2 separate regions of the Rattus norvegicus genome follow, and region 2 is linked to region 1. The links are chromatin contacts, called in public Hi-C maps. All regions are on one chromosome and are shown on one strand. Each heading gives the region's core, a stretch centred on a gene start, on an enhancer-like site or on the middle of the called end of the contact. The rest is flanking DNA. Distances are from core to core; before and after follow the strand shown.

Evidence for each region. Hi-C and Micro-C count contacts between places; a contact is called where the count stands out from the background.
Region 2: a Hi-C map of kidney shows a contact between it and region 1, with 2.3 times the contacts expected there. The contact joins the promoter of Unc93a here to the enhancer-like site in region 1. A contact is called at or near these places in 3 of 12 Hi-C or Micro-C datasets (kidney and liver).

What each region holds. Positions count from the first base shown.
Region 1 is chr1:55,422,527-55,425,708 of GRCr8, reverse strand. All of the region lies in intron 11 of Rps6ka2 (ribosomal protein S6 kinase A2), which reads right to left. Among named protein-coding and RNA genes, the nearest start is that of Gpr31, 51 kb to the left of the region's middle. Within about 2 kb of position 1,583, at least 12 of the 93 cell types and tissues checked have an H3K27ac peak or open chromatin away from gene starts, as enhancers often do. A contact at or near this core is called in kidney, where this site is marked.
Region 2 is chr1:55,548,331-55,551,512 of GRCr8, reverse strand. Unc93a (unc-93 homolog A) reads left to right here and starts at 1,745. Exons shown (of 10, transcript NM_001427477.1): 1 at 1,745-1,846. It overlaps LOC134482726 (a long non-coding RNA gene), which reads right to left. Exons shown (of 12, transcript XR_010059227.1): 7 at 1-3,182.

The DNA.
Region 1 (3,182 bases), core at 334-2,833:
GGGAGCTCCCACTGCCTGAGAAGGCTTAGCTTTACTTCCACACATTCTGACTGCAGGGACACTTTCCTGATCCCGATCCTTCTATCTGCTTTGGTCTAGCAGAGCAGGGGTCCATGCCTTGATGTTATCTGACAGAAACAGGGGTGACTAGAACACAGCACATAACACAGCCAGGGCTGAGAGATCCTCAGTCAAGAGCATCTCGGACAAATGGAGGGCACAGACAGGCCAGATGCTGTGCCTGCCTCGGGGCTCTGCTCAGCTACACTTTGTGCTTCACCCTGCATTATTCTTGGTTCACTTCTCTGCCCTTCATATGCCCCAGAGCCCAGTGCTGGAGCCACCAGTGGCCACTGCTGAATGACCAGGGACCGAGATGGTCACACGTCCCATCTGTGTGCTGTGAACACCAGGTCGCATAAGGCTTCCTGGCAATGTGTCCCCTCATGTTCCTTTTGAAGCCTGATCCAGCTATAAGAGAGGCAGCAGGAGGCACGCAAGAGAGTGGACAGAACATTTGTCAAAGGACAGACAGTCTTCCTGAGGGAGGACCGTACACGTGTGTCACTGCTATGGCGGGACTGTCCATGATAGGTATTACTGCTGGCACCATGCCTTCCGTCCCAAGGTTGTCACAGCATCTTCAGGGGTGGAGGCAGCAAGCTCTGGGCAGCCTGCACCCCATCCCCTGTAGGGCTCTCTAGAGCAGTTGCTCTGTGCTACAATGGCTTCCTAGAGACTTCTCATGATCTTAAGGGCAGTTCTGTGTCTGCTTTTGCTGCACTCGCATTCTGGAAGGTGCCAATATGCGCTCCTACTACACACAGCATAGCTTTGTTCCCCTGTCTCCACACATGGGTGGCTCTGAGGTTTTGAGAAGGGTGACTGTGCTTTTGTTTTTTGAGTACAAATTACTGCACATAGGTTGCTGTGAAACAGAATGAAAGGAAGTTGGGGAGTGGAGAACGCTGTAGACTGGCCTTGAGGAAGAACGATACCTCTACAAGCCTGCCCAACCCGAGTGATGCTGCAAAGCTATCTTCATCTACAAAGTCCCAAGACAGAGGGACCGTAGCCACATTCTTCATGTGGGGACTTTGGAGGGGTGAGCTCTCCTGGTGCATCCGCCACAGGAGGAAGTGGTGGAAATCCTCCTGCGGCAGTGGAAGCAAGAGCACATGATGAAAACCCAGCTGAGGTCCAGTTAGCAAACACTGTGCACACCACCTACAGTGAGTCACTACCCTCCCCCTGCTCCAGTCAGAGCACAGGACAGCCAAGAGTACCAACAGCATACTGTCACACCAGAGCCACCTAGGTGCTCAGTTTCTCTTTAGACTCCCCACCTCACAAAGAAACAGATGATGTGCTGGGCCAGAATTGTAGAAAGCACCACAAGCATGTGTCACAGTTAACAGTGAATCGATGGCCTGCAGGCACATCTGCAGATCCTTATGCTGACGGGCGGAGCTGTGACTGAGGACAGTGGCCTGGAAACAAGCGATCTGTCAGGTACGTCCACCCTACCACACTAGGCTGAATCTGGTGCAGTACTGTTCTCTGCCCATCTGAGTGCCATTTCACCCTGGGTCGGCTTGCTAGAAGCTGGCTGGCTGGATACCAATGTGGACTGCCTTGCTAGCCCGTGAGGTCACCTTGTGTGTTTATTTTGGGTTTGTGCTAATCCTGAGCTCTCAGCATTGCCTCAGCCACCGGGGAAAAGTAAACACAGCTTACATTTGCCAGCTCCACCGTCCTCTGCACAAGCTTCCTGGTCTATAATTAACTTGTAATTTTTCACTTAGCTAGGTAGGCAGCAAGGGTGTTCGGAGGGCAGACCTGGGGCTGGCATTAATGTGCTGGGAGCAGAGGACAAGCAGAAAGGCCAGGTAAATCACAGGGAACTGCCACCCTCCACCTGCTCCAGCTAACACTGGTGACCCACACTCTGGCGGATGGCATGCTTGCTCTGTGCCCACAGATCATCGAATCCCCAGGAGGCAGCTGGTGGAGGACAGGTGTTTACTTTTAAAAAGTAGAAATATATGCCGGTAGGTTTGGGGTCACAGAAGGCAGTGGAAAGCAAAATAAATGATTATTTTAACAGCTGCATCCTGAGGCTGCACCTGGATAACCTGTCGACAGGCATGCATTTGATGCCAGCAAATGTCTTCTCTGTTGTCACCCTTAAATGTTCGTGCTGCCGAGGGGCATGGGAGGAGACCCTCTGGTGAAAAGAGTCCTTGAGAACATAGGACTTCTGTGGTTTTCAGTGATCTGAGCTGCTAACATCAGGAAGGTGCCCAGGACACATGTCTACAGACTTCCTAAAGCATGATGTGCATATATGTGTGTAGTGGGGTCAGGTTTGTCGTGGCCCTGCCATGGACACACAGCGGTGGCACCTGGACCATTTATGTGAGGAAGGACAGTTGAGACAGAATGATAGGTCAGATCAGACCAGCAAGACCTCTGCACTGGCTACCCAGGGTTCAGAGCCTGAACACAGTTCTTTTGGAAACCATTCACACCCATGTTCTATACTACCGGCACCTCCTTCCTTTCTCCTTTCTCCTTTCCCCTTCTTCTCCTGGTTACTTCCTACACGCCCTCTCCCTGCTCTGTTTGCTCTGCACTGGATGCTCACCCACTATGGCTGTCTGACATCAGACATCACTCCATCTCTCCAGGCTTTGGTGGGCACTGTCTGTCAAGGACAGGGTAAGAATAAACATGTGTGGTCCTGGTGACCCAGAAGGGCCTCTTTTAAAGCCAAACGAAATAAACCAAATGCCGAGACAAACAAGTAACACTTTCCCACCGTACTTTAACTTGAATTACTGGTACAGAAATATCAGTCCCTAGTACAGAAACCCAATGTCTGTGTTTGCACCAAGGGAATGTGTTCCCCAGTAACAGAGGGGCAAGGCAAGCTCAGAGCCTGGTGTAGTCTATGGAAGGTGTATATGGCTGCAGAAAGGATCCCACAGGACTGAGCTTCTACAGCACACACTAGGCCAGGCTTGGCCTAGTGCAGTGATTAGCTTTAACCGTCAACTTGACACAATCTAGACTCACAATCTAGGAAGGGAAGTCTCAGTGAGGGATAGTCTACCTTGGCTGGCCTATGGGCATGCCTGTGGGTGACTGTTTTAATTTAACTTAATTGATGTAGGAAGACA
Region 2 (3,182 bases), core at 496-2,995, 130 kb before region 1:
GAAACACAGATATATACACACAGACACACAGATAGACACACACAAACATATAGACACACACATACAGGTGCACACACATAAATGCATACACATAAAAACACACAGAGACACACAGATACACATACAGACACACAGACACACACATACATACACATACAGGTGCGCACACACACAGATGCATACATGCAAACTCACATACAAAGACAGACAGATACACATACAATCACACACACAAATACACAAATACAGATACACATAGTCACACACAGACACAGGCATACACAGGCACACACAGACACAAACACACAGTCACACAGACACACAAAAACATGCGTACACAGACACATGCACATATACCTCCAAGCTTAGGTATTGTTCTTCACTAACAAATCTGAAGGAACAGAGGGACTAGGTGCCCAGCCCCTCAAATTACCTCTACATTGATGGAGTCTTTAGTTTCTACTAAGTCAACCCTAGGCCACTTTGCTTATACAAGGCCCTGTTGACTCTCGACACTTCCTGGTCGGGGCTGTTCTGCAGAATAAGTCTTCAAGGCTGTTTGGAACACTGGGCATAGATAAATATTTCAAGGCAGGTACACAAGCACTTTTAGCCCATTTGTTCCTTCTGCCAGAACCAGAGAATATTGCTCTGTGCCCTTAACATTGGCAATACCTCACATTTCCTAGTGGGCTGTGAGGATAGGCATCTTCAGCTCCCCAGAGACAGTCGGCCACAGTGAATAACACACAGTAGGTACTCAAAAAAGAGAGGGGAAATGAGTTCAGAAGCTCAGCTCCTATAGCTCAAAAGAACTAAAGGGCAGGGAAAATTGGAAACGTTTGGAACAGGCTGCACCTAGGTGACACACTGTGATCACTATTTCCCAAAACTGACTTACAAGCTCCTTTTGGGAAGGGCAATGGCTTATTAGGCCACAGAGATGTTCTAATCAATGCCAGCTATAAGCTAATCCCACTGGAGTTAAGATAAAAGTGCCATCTGGCTTACTTGAAGTCACATGACTGAGTCCACAATGTCCTCACACAGCACCTGGACTCCTGCCCAGTTCAGGCACAGACTATTCAGGGTTAGTGTGAGGAACGATCCCCACTTGGTCATAAAAGCACTGGAGACTCAGACTACTCAAAGCCAGGTAGATTTACTTATTTTTGGTTTCCGGGAAGCCATGATAAGAAGCAAAAAATGCCTGGTGTACCAATTGGGCACAAACCTGTCTTTTATAAACACATTTCGTTGCTCCCCCTAAATGCCTCATTGGCTGAATTCTTCATGGGGGAACAATCTTCCCTGCATTTCCAACAAAGCCCTCACCTCCAAAGCCCCCAATCTCCTGGGAGCCACACAGCAGATTATAAAAGAGTTACAATCTAACACTAAGACAAACCAAAATGTGTCCAGGTGAGCAGGTGCCAGCTGCTGGCTTGGGAAGACAGGAGTCTAGTACCTCCTACTTATTTGTGGTTCTTTGATGATCCAGAAAATGGACCATAATGATTGAATGTTTACGGCTGTTTGAGTGCACGTGGAGTGTGCGTGTCTCATCTGGGGTCTCTGACATCACCTGTAGGGTGATGCGCACCCTGACATCCAGATGTGAAGACCAGCCCCTCCCACAGCCACTGCAGTGAGCGCAGAGCTCCTGCCCTCCCTTGTGAGTCACAATCCTGGCTGCCTGCTCTCAATGCACAGCATCAGCCTGACTTTTTCCTTAGCTGAGTGGGTGCTAGCCTCCTTGTGCTGTCTCAGCCATCTCAGCCTTGGGTCCCTGCTAGGCAGTACAACGAAGAGGGACAGACCAAACGGGATGGGCAGGTATGGCCAGGTATGTGTTTTCTTGCCTTAGAGGAGGCAGTCAATGACCTAGTCTTGCTGGCCACCTAAGCACAACCCTCAAACAACAGGTCCAGGCTGGGAAGAAGAATCTGGCTTGGTTTTGTGGCAGGCCACTTCCTCATCTAAGGTTCAGAATTCAAGAGACACTTGCCAACTGATCAGAGGTGTCTACCAGAGTTCATCTGGGCTCCAGGAGGGACCTGGTGTTCCTCTCTAGACCATGGTAAATAGCCCAACCCAAAGGTGTTTCCCACTCACTTGCCCCAAATGGATGACCCAGGGCCTGCGGGAAGGAGAGCAGGGCAGAGGAGACCCAGGCTGGTCCTCCCCACTTCAATGTTTCTGTACCTGTGCTAGTATGTTCCTTCCTGGCATCTGGGTTAATCCCTGGGCTGTGCTGTGGACAGATGCCTTCAATAATCAGGGTGGACATAGATCATGAATGCAGGCAACCCATAAAATCGAGGCAATTCCTATGACTTGGTGTTTGTGTATGATGGTTGGAAGGAGGCCAGGCATGTGACCTAAGGCATAATCCTGGCTAATTCCCCACAGACCAGTGCAGAAGAGGACTGCGCACACTCAGTGGCTGTCTCAGTTTACCTTGCAAAGTTCTTCCTAAGAATATTTAAAGATACTTTGAAAGTATCGTTTCCTTAAGAACACTTTTCGTTGTGAAATTAGATGAATGTAGAGGGTAGAATAGAACACAGGTACATCGAACACAGAAAGGCATGTGCATTTTCTTATATAAGTTCGGTTGCTTATGAGTTGCAAGGAGAGCTTGATGAGTCAAACTCCAGAGTCACTGTGTGTGGGTGTGTGCACACAGTATGTGCACACAGACATGTGCTCCTATATATACAGTGAAGATGCAATGCAATGTGTTTTGCCAAGGCATATATTTATAATATATCCACGTGTACATACGCAAATTAACTTTTCCTATGCTTTTCCAACCAGGTACTAATTTTTTCATTGTTAATTTGGTATGCTTGGGTATATTGCCCACATGTATGTCTGTGTGTCATGTACATGTCTAGTACCCTTGAGGCCAGAAGTGTGTTTTGGGATCCCCTGGAACTGGAGGGACAGACTGTCGTGAGCCATGATATGGGTGCTGGGAACTAAACCCCAAACCTCCGGAAGAGCAGCAAATGGTCTTCACCACTGAGCATCTCACCAGCCACAGACACTACTTTTTAGTAGGAGCCTTTGTAACTGGCCTTAACATCACTGAGTTGTTTCCCTGTCTGTCTCCCTGAAGTCTGCCCCCAAATCTTCCCCATGACTGGTTCTGTAGCTCTGATCATGGCCAGTCAAGT